Regions from separate parts of the Bicyclus anynana genome. Here region 1 is linked to region 2. The links are chromatin contacts, called in public Hi-C maps. All regions are on one chromosome and are shown on one strand. Each heading gives the region's core, a stretch centred on a gene start, on an enhancer-like site or on the middle of the called end of the contact. The rest is flanking DNA. Distances are from core to core; before and after follow the strand shown.

What was found. Hi-C and Micro-C count contacts between places; a contact is called where the count stands out from the background.
Region 1: a Hi-C map of whole body shows a contact between it and region 2, with 4 times the contacts expected there. The contact joins the enhancer-like site here to the promoter of LOC112053760 in region 2. A contact is called at or near these places in 2 of 2 Hi-C or Micro-C datasets (whole body and whole larva).

Annotation. Positions count from the first base shown.
Region 1 is chr11:13,710,499-13,716,525 of ilBicAnyn1.1, reverse strand. LOC112053760 (ras-related protein Rac1) reads right to left here. Exons shown (of 6, transcript XM_024093304.2): 3 at 5,089-5,269; 4 at 4,246-4,380; 5 at 2,645-2,818; 6 at 1-1,383. The coding sequence ends at 2,663. Among protein-coding and RNA genes, the nearest start is that of LOC112053762, 9.5 kb to the left of the region's middle. Within about 2 kb of position 2,740, at least 7 of the 8 cell types and tissues checked have open chromatin away from gene starts, as enhancers often do.
Region 2 is chr11:13,658,463-13,664,579 of ilBicAnyn1.1, reverse strand. LOC112053760 (ras-related protein Rac1) reads right to left here and starts at 2,490. Exons shown (of 6, transcript XM_024093304.2): 1 at 2,161-2,490. The coding sequence starts at 2,195. It overlaps LOC112053759 (histone acetyltransferase KAT8-like), which reads left to right and starts at 3,110. Exons shown (of 1, transcript XM_024093303.2): 1 at 3,110-6,117. The coding sequence starts at 3,194. The coding sequence ends at 4,522.

The sequences.
Region 1 (6,027 bases), core at 1,491-3,990, 52 kb before region 2:
CAATCTTTAAGGTTGAATTCGCTCTGAATTTGGGATTTTACTGAATATTGGACTATAGGTACAATTTTCTTTACCAATAATTCTAAAACTGTCAAAGCAAAATTCACCATTTTTCAAGTGAAATTTTCTACATGATTGTGCGTCCTTTTATTATAAGAGGTCAATGGGCGTAGATTTTACAAGTGAAACGCGGGTAGCCTAATAATTTATTAATAACATTAAAACACATAAAATATGTTGGCAACGATAATTTTTACTGCTACTTTGTGCCTATTGATTACATAAAAAACATTACTTAAGATAAAATCAACGTTGTTAATATCCAATTTATTTAATAAGCAGTTGATTTCCATAATTTAAAAAAAAAAAGAAATCGTAATACCTCTACATAACTTTTAACATAAAAAGTACCGTCAGATTAGTTAACTTTGCTTTTCAATGCATATTTTTTGAAAATGGAACTTGTTTTTTTTTTGTTAAATGCGGATTTTTCGAATTTTGTTTAGTCGGACATATATAGACACTATGATAAAAGTTATTCGTTGATAGTTGTTAAGTTACACATAAAACGATCACTCTTTTCATTACATTGAAATGCAAATTTAGTCAACTAGACAGTGTTACCATACAAATATTGATATAGTATTGTAAAACATTTATTAATACACATTACATACAGTATACGAAAGTTTAAATATTTATATAAAACATTTTTAGCGAATACTGTGTATGTACTTACAGACACCTAATAATGAAATACAACAATCAATCAAATTGGGAACAAAATAAGCAATAATAATAATAATAATAATAATAAATCGAAAAATATAATCTCTGTCTAACACAAAAAATTTCAACAATTCCACATTTCGAAAACACCAACGCACCAAAAGTGGGGGGAAATATAATACATATATTTTTTAATCTGCCGTCGATGGATCAACAAAAATGGCGACGTTAGGTGTTCAAGCAAGAGTGTAGGAATGTATTTTTAATATTTTGAATACAAGTCGCGATAGAAAAAGCACCCAAATATCAATAATTATGAATTACAACTCGATAAAAAAACCTGACCAGTATGTTCCCATAAACAGAGATGTCACTTAACCATAGACAACTGTCAAACGTCAGCTGTCACTCCACAGATTATACAAAAGCGTTTACAAATACGGAGCTCACTCACACCAACCCATTTGACGTAATAAATGACGCGTATTTATTTTAACATTTTAAGAATTAACATCTATTGCATTGCATTCAATTGCAGTCCATGTTACATTAGTTCATACAGCACTGTGGTGATACCATAGAAGACGGATCGTTTGGTGCGCTATTTCTTTAAGCTAGGCTGTTTACACTTGCGTCGTACTTCCTCTACTCTCTCTGGAATATAAACAAACTCATTTATTCATTTATTTAACCCATAAACAACATTAATATAATTAAATGTTATCTATACTAATATTTAAAGGAGGTAGTTTGTAAGTTTGTAAGTTTGTAAGTTTGTTAAGGAGTCATTTCAGGTCCACTCTTGTACCCCGTATCATTAAAATTTAAAAAATACAAAGAATTTATTAAAATTTATTAAACAGAATAAATCTAACTAAATAAAAATAAATAAATAAAAAACCCAAGTTTTTGAGTTATAACAAGATGGTGCCCATAGAGCAACTATGACATGACAGTTGACAGCAAAAGTCAAATCGATTAATGCATTGAAAACGTCATCTATCCGCCATTAATACCTTTATTGATGTTGCATTTCTTGGGAGATAATGAATATTATTTCGAAAAAATTAAAATAATTTCGTAGATTTGTATAATCAAAAATAGTTAAAAATAATATCTTCTTTTATTTCCGCCAGGGTACAATGACTGGACCTGGGCTCCATACAATTTTGGACCATCTCCTTTGTAACAATCCTTTGTACGGAGTAATCTTCGGAACTACCATCCGATTTTGAAAATTCTTTCACCAGCAGAATGCTACGTTATCGGGGAGTGTTTCAAAACAACTAGGTATCTTTCCTAATACTCCAATAATGTAACCCAAAGTGTAAATTTTTTTACCTAAAATATACTTTACATCGCGTGCGCTGCAAAACCTATTGATGTTAGAATAAAACAATGTACTACAACTTTGCAGAACACATCCTTTTCTACAAAAAGTGTCGCGACAGCATATGCCTAACTATTATAGTCATGACACAATGACACAAAGTGTTCTTTTATTTAAAAAAAAATCGGTTGTCTGTAAAGTCGGTTTACTGACGATAGTTGAACGTGACAACGTCATAAGAAAATACTGATGGAATTTTTGCATTTTTCAAAAGAAAATGTTTGTTTTTCTAAAATACTGTTTAATAATCTTCATAGACCAGAATATACTTTATTTCTTGTAAAAAAAGTTGGCAACCCTAGAGCGTGGGAACGACGCATGACTTCATCTTTTTTTGAGTGTGCAGCCGGCTCCATTGACGTTGTAAGACGTTGTCACGTGAAAAAAAAAATGGAAATGCCGCCGTTAGAAAAGGCTAACTAAGCGTAGGGATAGAGTAGTGTAGGGATAGGAAAGAAGTGCACATAAGTTGTAGCTTATTGAAATCTCACCTGTAAAAAATTAAAAAAAAAATGTAGTACATACCCTGACGCGTCGCAATCCTTACAGTATCGAACACTTCCGCTTCACCTTGACCGGCTGCACGGGGCACAGCACGGCGCGGATCGCCTCGTCGAATACCGTCTTCAGCCCCTTCTGGGTCAGCGCCGAGCACTCCAGGTACTTCACCGCGCCGATTTCCTTGGACATGCCTAGGCCCTGGTAGACAAAAATTATATTGAGTCCATAGACTACAAGCCCTTAAACAAAAATTACATGAGAAATGAACCAAGATGAATAACGCTTAGAAGGCTGCTGCTATATCAGAAAATAACTCTGAGCACTATACCGTCATTTCTGAGCTGTACAGGTGATTGAAGAGTAAGGCTTGCGACTCTTATCTTTCGACTCCTGCGCTGGAAAAATGTACAGCGTTTACGGGTAAAGTATCTGTATACATATGTGTACAAAACGAATTGCACAAATGCCGTACAGTAATAAATAACGTATTTTGCTTCTGCAGTTGTCGACGAATTAAAATTTGTGCTGACTTCCGGCACCACCATTTTAGTACGGCACTAGGATTTTCGACATTTATTTTTAATCATCTTAAACACTATAGCAAAGCCGTACAATTATAATTAGTCGTAATTCATCATTTGTACCTGAGAAATGACATTCACTCGCGTACTCACCACTGTACCGCTCAGAAATGACGGCATAGTGTTCAGAGTTATTTTCTGATACAGTAACAGCCATCTAAACGTTATTCACGTTGGTTCATTTCACAAATAATTTTTGTCAAGGGCTTACAGTCCCATATTGGTTTTTACACACAAATGCGTTTAATCTGTCATATTACCGCTACTACCAAATCTAAACAGTCTTCATGGAATAAATTGATTATGCGTATGACTCCGGTGACATAAACGTCATGACGTCAAACACATCTGTTCTTACGAGAACTGTAAAGTTTGACGTCATCATTTAGAGGATAATATTCATAACAATTACATGACCCGTTACCATCGCGTTACTTTAGTTTTCAGTAGTTATTCCTTATTCCTCCTTCTGTATTTGGTAGAACACCAAAGGGAAAAAACTTATAATCTCTCATTCCGAGGTTGACCTATTTTCCTTATTTGACTGGGGTAGCATAAGAACTCAGAAGTAGGGGAAGTGGGTGGTATACCTCAAAATGCTTGTTTAGCCATTCGTTGGTCATTATCGCTAATAATGTGATAATGACTAACGAACATAACATCTAAAAGTGATTGTTACTGAGTCCAAAATTATCACCCAAAACCGGTCATACAGCATTGGTCTAGCCTGGTGGTTCAAATCCAACCGAATGAGGAGGAGGAGGAAATAAGAAGGTTTAGCGTTGTAGTAGGCCATTCAAATAGGCTGATAATGATGTACTAATTCAATACTTTTGGTCTCTATGAATCTCCCACATACACACCCTCCCACAGATTTGAGCTTAGATATCTCCATTGCTTTTGAATAGTTTCCCATCACTACGGCTCATTAGATTTGAGTATAGATCTCTCCATCACTCTAACTGTCATTGAGATGTCATCAACAAAGTTGGTTCAGTCATATCAGGTTCATATTGAGCGACTGTTTCGAACCGCAATACTCACTGATGTATAAATGATGGGCGTTAGCTTTTTGTCCTTCAGCTTCTCAATGGTGTCCTTGTCTTCGCGGAGATCGAGCTTCGTGCCCACGAGGATGATGGGCGTTGACGGGCAGTGATGCCTCACTTCTGGGTACCACTGGAATGTTATTAAACGTCCAATTAATATTTTTATTACATAAAATATAATGATACAGCACATAAATTTTTCATTATCAGAAAGTAAAATTAGATCTGCTTAATCCATAGTGGCGTGCACAATGTTTTTAGCTAAAGTTTTTTGACGGCCTCCCTGGCGCATTGGTATGCGCGGTGGATTTACAAGACGGAGGTCCTGGGTTCGATCCCCGGCTGGGCAGATTGAATTTGTCCAGGTCTGGCTGGTGGGAGGCTTCGGCCGTGGCTAGTTACCACCCTACCGGCAAAGACGTACCATCAAGCGATTTAGCGATCCGGTACGATGTCGCGTAGAAACCGAAAGTGGTGTGGATTTCATCCTCATCCTAACAAGTTAGCTCGCTTCCATCTTAGACTGCATCATCACTTACCATCAGGTGAGATTGTAGTTAAGAGCAAACTTGTAAAAAATAAAAAAGAGAAAGCATTGTACAGAAAATTTGTTCAATACAGGGTAGTGATGTTATTGAAGCTTTAATGAATGATGGACTACCTTAGCGCGAACGTCCTCCTAAATGAAGAAAATCTATAAGGAGACTGACGTGTCAAATCAACTGACGTGTCAAAAGTGCCTGTAAACTGAGCCTACTTGAAATAAATGATTTTTGATTTTGATTTTTTGGAGGGTTATGCTGGTCCTGTAGAGGCCTGTTGATGAATGGTGGGCTACCTTAGCGCGGACGTTCTCGAAGGAGGCGGGGTTGACGAGCGAGAAGCATATGAGGAACACGTCGGTCTGTGGGTAGGAGAGCGGCCGCAGCCGGTCGTAGTCCTCCTGGCCAGCCGTGTCCCACAGGCCCAGGTTTATGGGCTTACCGTCCACCATCACGTTCGCGGAGTAGTTGTCGAATCTGTAACGTACAATGGAAGATATTTATACTAACATCATAAAGAAGCCTCATTAGCTCAGTGATAAAGGGGCAGGACTCATCAAGAGGTAGGATTTAATTTTTTGTTCGTATGTTTGTAACGATCTGAAACTCAGTACTTTCGGAATTTATACTGAAATAGGTTTATTTCAGTTAAACTTTCAGTAAAAACTCTCAGCCTGGAGTTGGAAATTTGGTCAGCATCTGACATCTGATAGTGAATCTGAGGGTAATCGTTAAAGAGTTTCACATTATCATCCTAAGGCCGTCAAACCGCATCGTAGCAGTGTGGTGGGACTAAGTTTGATTCCTTTTAATGATGATTTGCTTTAGTCTCCTTAGGGTTCATTTAAACGAACAGCAACTGCTTCCGACAGCGACGTCTCGGCGGCAGTCATCGTCGGTAGCAGTTGCCAGCTGCCATTGGCAACGTGCTACTCGTGTAAATTACCCCTTAGGGTCACACGGGCGAAGCTCTGCCAGGGAAACTACGAGTACGTAAATTTTTTTTCAAATACACTCGTTTTTAACCGATGTCAAAAAAAGTAGGAGACTCAATTTGACTGTATGTTTTTTTTACTAGTTATACAAATTGCAGTAAAGCAAAGCGCAGTGTTGGTCGACCTCCCACCAGGTGGACTGACGACATCAAGCGAGTCGCAGGGATTCGCTGGATGCAGGCGGCTCAGTATCGTGATTATTGGAAGTCCGTACAAAAGGCCTATGTCTTGCAGTGGATG
Region 2 (6,117 bases), core at 1,241-3,740:
AGGATAAAAGTATCCTATGTTCTGTTCCAAGACCCAATTTATCTTTATACCAAATTTCAGCAAAATTGGTTCAGTGGTTTAGCCATGAAAAGGTGACGGACAGACATATCAGTATGGATATGGATATTTGTATAATAATAATGGAAGACACTAGTGAATAGTTGTATGGCTGTATAACACAAAGCAAGAGGAAATGGGACAATTTGCATTCACCCCGCAAGCAGTGTCAGTGCCCTTTTGAGCTCACCTTGAGTCATCTTTACAACATGACATACATATTAGCTGAGAACTTACTATGAATGTGAATTAGTAACAACTAATGAGGATTATATCAGTACTGTAGTTCAGACAATTAAATATTTAGTTTAAGTTACTACTACTATAGTAAAAAAAAATTATACAACCACATTTTTAAATATGGTCAATAATATGCTTACCCTCCAAATAAGTGGCCAATATTTTTTTTTTGTTCTTTTTGATTTGGATTTGGAACAATTTGATATGGGGTTCCATAAAAGGTATTTGGTGGGTGTTCGGTTATCTTAAGTCTGGGAACCTGTGTAGGTAATTTAGAAGAGACAACTATGACAAACAGTTTTGCTTGAATTATTTTTGTCAAACCGAGTCAAATGCTCTGTTTTTCAGATAGCATGGGTACGGTGACAGTCATCTGTACGACGTTCAAAATACATACTATTATCATGAAACGTGGCAAACTTTGAAGAGTGAAACAAACTATCACCAGCACCATCCTACACGAAACAAACTATAGGGATGATGACAGTTTTCTTAAATTGTATATAAATTAAGAGTACACTTTTAGTAAAGCAATTTTGTAGATGGAAACACAGGATATTTGCCATTAGTACTTTCAAAGCTACAGGAATTTAATTTGTCATATCGCTAAATAATGCTGCATAATAAATAGCACAAAATTGTTGATTCTTAAGAATGTCAGATTTGTATGTTAGGTTTGGCCGAATAATGAATAATGTCACATTGAATGCTAAAAATGTATTTTTATCTTATTAAGTAAGTATGTTAAAAGATTTTTGATTGATTTTGAAATTTCAGTCTTATTTATTTAACAAATATCCCTACAATCTTTGTTTTCTATGTATGGATTACTTATTATTGCCCATATTTACCTGTATGTCTCATAAAATTCAATATATTCAAATCTCAACACCATTACATGTTTGAATTAGAGATGGTTTATTAAGGTTAGGAAAGTACGGCAATCAGGCCTAGACTGTGGTGACGAAGAGGTTGGAAACTGGAAAGCTTACAAATTAAACCATAGAGTATTTGTGTAGGGCTTCAATAACATTGTAATAATGATAGTTACAATCGCTATCAGTAGTGATAACAACATTTTGCATTCTACTATGGAAGAGATAGCATAGATAAGCCTTCAATAATTACATTACATGTATAAATTTATTTATTTTCTTGTGTGCATCAATGCTTTTGTGTATTTAAATACATATAGGGGTAGGGGTAGGGTAGGAGTAGGGTAAATGTAGGGTAGGGGAAGAGAAGTGTAGAGTAGGGATAGGGAAGAGCACATAAGTCAAAGCGAAGCTTGACCAAGTCTGTTAGTTAACATTAAAATGTACTTACAATTAATTACAGTTATTATTTTTCAGTCATTTTTGTCCTTGTTAGCACAAATTAATGCAGTTTTAAATCCCTAACGCTTTCTATTAATAATTTCAATTTCTTTCAAAAATATTGATAGATATTCTTAAATACTTAAAAAATAAAAATACTTTTTCTAAGAAGGTTTTAAATTCTTTTACCAAATAATACCCATGTTACAATAATTGTTACATGAATGATTTCTATTTATTATAGAAATAGAAAATCTTAAAAAAATACTCATTAAACAAATTATATCAAAATCGGTTAAGTCATTTATAAGAAAATCAAAAAATCTCATTCATTAAATTCATAGTCTTAATTCCATGAACACAAGTAAACAGGGAACCTCGCTTATGTTAAAGTCGGGTAATAATACACAATCGTGCAATTATCGCTCGACAGGATCGCTCGGAAGTCTGGATGCGCCACCAATGAGTCCTAATGACGTCAGATGCCTAGTTCATTACGATAATAGTATCTCGGAATTTGTAAGAAACCAAAATCATTTCCACTTACCCGTCACCCACAACTACACACTTGATCGCTTGCATTTTGACTCAGTCTAATGTTCCAACTAAGACAACTGGGAGATTATCTCGGCAAAATGCTTCCAAACCAATCTTGTACAAAACCACTGCACATAAATCACTTGTAAATGTAATCAATACACTTCGGCATTACAATCAACACTCGCGTAGACGATCGGCACAGTTTTTAGATAACGAAAATAATATCATATCTCCCTTTTAGCGATTAGGAATCCGAATTACAAATCAGTTAAATACAGACGTTTCGCCGATTGCATTACGTTCGCTCAGCCGACAAGTCTGAACTCATGTTTCATTTACTAGGGCTCTATAGACTATGGTTTATTGTGTTGCACTCAAAAGTTCATTAAATTCCCTACTTTTACTCCCTGGTAGCTGACATGTTGACAAACCATCAAACCAGTTAATGTTCTTGAATTTATTTTGTTTAAAGTTTTATTCTTAGTTTGGCGGATTAATAAATAGCGACTTTAAAATTATCACGTGCAGACACGCTGTACGTTGTGTTAAATGTAAATTAGCATGATAATAATATAAAATAAAAATACATACACGCTGAAAAAATAAAAATTACATTAATTTTAACTTTTCTGATTCTAATAAAACTAAGAATATTCTCTGAAATAAGGGAAGGTTTTGCTTATTGTAACACCATACCATAGAGTTACTTTTATATTTTAAATTAATTGTATAATTATGAAAAATGTATACTTCTAAGCTTAAAGCTATTTACTTCATTTTATATTTATTTTATTTAAATTAAACGAGTGCTTATTTTTTTAGACAAATATTGATTTATCCGGTCTACCGGTTTCCAAAAGACAGATTTATGCATGGGCACTGGGTGTGGGTAGGTACGTCACTAGTTCGCACGTTTTTGCTTTGCGCGACATTCGAGATTCGACATTTTAATAAAAATCTATAATCTATTATCTATGGAAAAATGGCATGGCTGATTGTGTTGCGCGGTATTGCATGATCCGTTATTGATATAGTTTAATATGGCTAAAGGCGATAAAGAGTTAGAAAAACCAATTGTGAACAATGAATTACCAAATTCAGAGGGCCGTAGCACTGACAACGAGGACTCTGAGTCCACACAGGAGCAACCTTTGGACATCGGAGAGCATTACTTAGTGCGGCGTTCGGATGAGTCATGGCACCCGGCTGAGATAATACAAACGCGGTACAACGCAGGGGAATCGTGTTATGAATACTATGTGCACTATGTCGGCTACGATAGAAGACTCGACGAGTGGGTTTCGCGCCACCGGGTCATGTCCGATAGGTTTGACGTGTGTGAAAACTCTAATAACAACATAAACTCCGATCACTTGCTCACCGACAAATCCGGTCGCAAAATAACCCGCAATCAAAAACGTAAACATGACGAAATCAATCATGTGCAGAAATCGTACGCGGAGATGGACCCCACGACGGCGGCTTTGGAAAAAGAACACGAAGCTATTACCAAAGTGAAATACATAGATAGGATTCAGATCGGCAAATACGAAATAGACACTTGGTACTTCAGCCCTTACCCGGACGAGTACGGAAAACAGTCGAAGCTGTGGATTTGTGAATATTGCCTCAAGTACATGAGAATGGAGAAGACGTACAGATATCATTTGAGCGAGTGTACAGCGCGACAACCTCTAGGCAGCGAAATATATAGAAAAGGTACTATAGCAATTTTCGAAGCAGATGGTAAGGAACATAAAATATACTGTCAGAATCTTTGTTTGCTGGCTAAATTGTTTTTAGATCACAAAACTCTTTATTTTGACATAGAGCAATTTCTTTTTTATATTTTGTGCGAAGTCGACAAGCATGGAGCTCATCTTGTTGGTTATTTCTCCAAAGAAAAGGATTCTCCTGAAGGCAACAATGTTGCTTGTATACTCACTCTGCCGCCATACCAGAGACAAGGTTACGGTAAACTGCTAATAGCTTTTAGCTATGAACTGTCAAGGCTTGAACAAGTCGTTGGTAGCCCCGAGAAGCCACTATCGGACTTGGGTAAGCTAAGTTACAGATCCTACTGGTCCTATGTATTATTAGAAGTGCTAAGTGCGAGTCGCGGTACTCTTAGTATCAAGGACTTGAGTCAGATGACTGGTATATCGCAGACAGATATAATTTCTACTCTACAATCTATGAATATGGTAAAGTATTGGAAGGGGCAACATGTTATATGTGTTACACCAAAGATTGTATCTGAACAGTTGGCCAGTTCACATTTTAAAAAACCCCGATTATGCGTAGATCCTACAGCTTTAAGATGGACGCCTCCGAATAAGCAAGGGAACTCGACGAAGGCAAAGAAGTAGTATAGACTCACAGGCAGAGTTTAGAGGAAGTTTGAATGTGAACAAAATGGTTTTTTTAGGTTTCTCTAAGCCTGTTACTAGTTAAACAATATCTTAATGTAAGTAATTTATTTGGTACTGTGAACATTTTATTTAAAAGAAGCATTTACTTAAAGCAAGGTCCAGAGACGGATAAAACAATGTTAAGCTGTAAAAATGCTCTTTTAATAACATTTATTTGATGACTGTATTGTATGGCTGTTCTATGTAGAACTCTGTGTTAGTAATTATCACAATGTGTGTATTAGAAATTAGTTAATAAGGTAATTGATGGCATTTTGAAGTAAAGATCCCAGTTGTGAAACATTACCAGATTATATTGAAAGAAAAAAAAAATTAAACAAATAGATTTGTTGATGATTTTTTTTTTTTATAAATAATAATTAAGTAATATGGTAGTGACTGTAATGTTATTTGAAACTTGCTTTGCATTTACAAAAGTTGTATTGCTATTTGTAAGATAATGTGCTTTAACACGTTTGCTGCAGTACAGGGTCAATTGACCTCGTATGTCTAGCGTGTTCGAGGGTTACGAGGTCAATGGACCTCGTACCGCACCAGAGAAAAGTACAGAAAAATCAGTGCCGCAGCAAAAGTGTTAATGAAGGAATAATTACGGTATAAACTTAAGAGTAATTAGATAATATCTTAATTGAGCCAAGCTGGGATTCAAACCATCCCAATTTTAAAGAAAAAGAGATAAAAATTGGAATTTGTGTATTATTTTAAATACAATTTTCACTTATTTTGACATTTTATTGCAGATTGAATGAACATAATTTCATGTGACTTTTTAGATCTGTTTAAAGTTACTCACTAAGTTCCTCTACTGGCAAGTGATATTATTTATAAGTTTAAATTAATTAATTTTTAATTATTGAATTTTAATTTTTTTTTTCATAATTTCTTTGTACAATGATATAGTTAGTAAGTCAAAAATTGTAAATATTAGAGTCTTGGATACTCTGTGTGTATTGAATTTTTCATGTACAGTTAGTTGTTTTCATGTATGGTTTATTTTAAGCAAATAGTAAATTCAAAACAGCCCATTCTTTGTCATAATATACTCAGAGGCACAATTATCCGCCCACTTAATATGACACGAGTATATAAATAAACCACTTTAAAAGTGATCTTAAGTTCACAACAAGATTTATTTTAGAGTGTATCTGATCTAGTTCTTTCTGTACCTTTTAAGTATCTTGGAACAGTTTCTCATTCCTGCATCCTTTTCACTAACTTTGTTGCCTTCATAAAATAAACACAAAGTTTTACTTTGTTTACTAAATTTAGCTAATGTAAGCTTGTATGCCTAAAGACATCATGTTAGTTAATAACTATCTAGATTCTAGATACACACTCATGATCTAGAATTTCTTTCCAATGTTGTTGCTTCTATAGTAGTAATCGTACATACAATGTAGGTTCTTCATTCCTGGGCTTTTTCTGCACTTGGTCGCAATGTATATTGTGCATAGGTTGTTTGCTTTTGATAAACCACTCCAGCTATCTGAGCTCGCTCCAAAAGCACTTAGCTGGCCTATTCACTAAATATA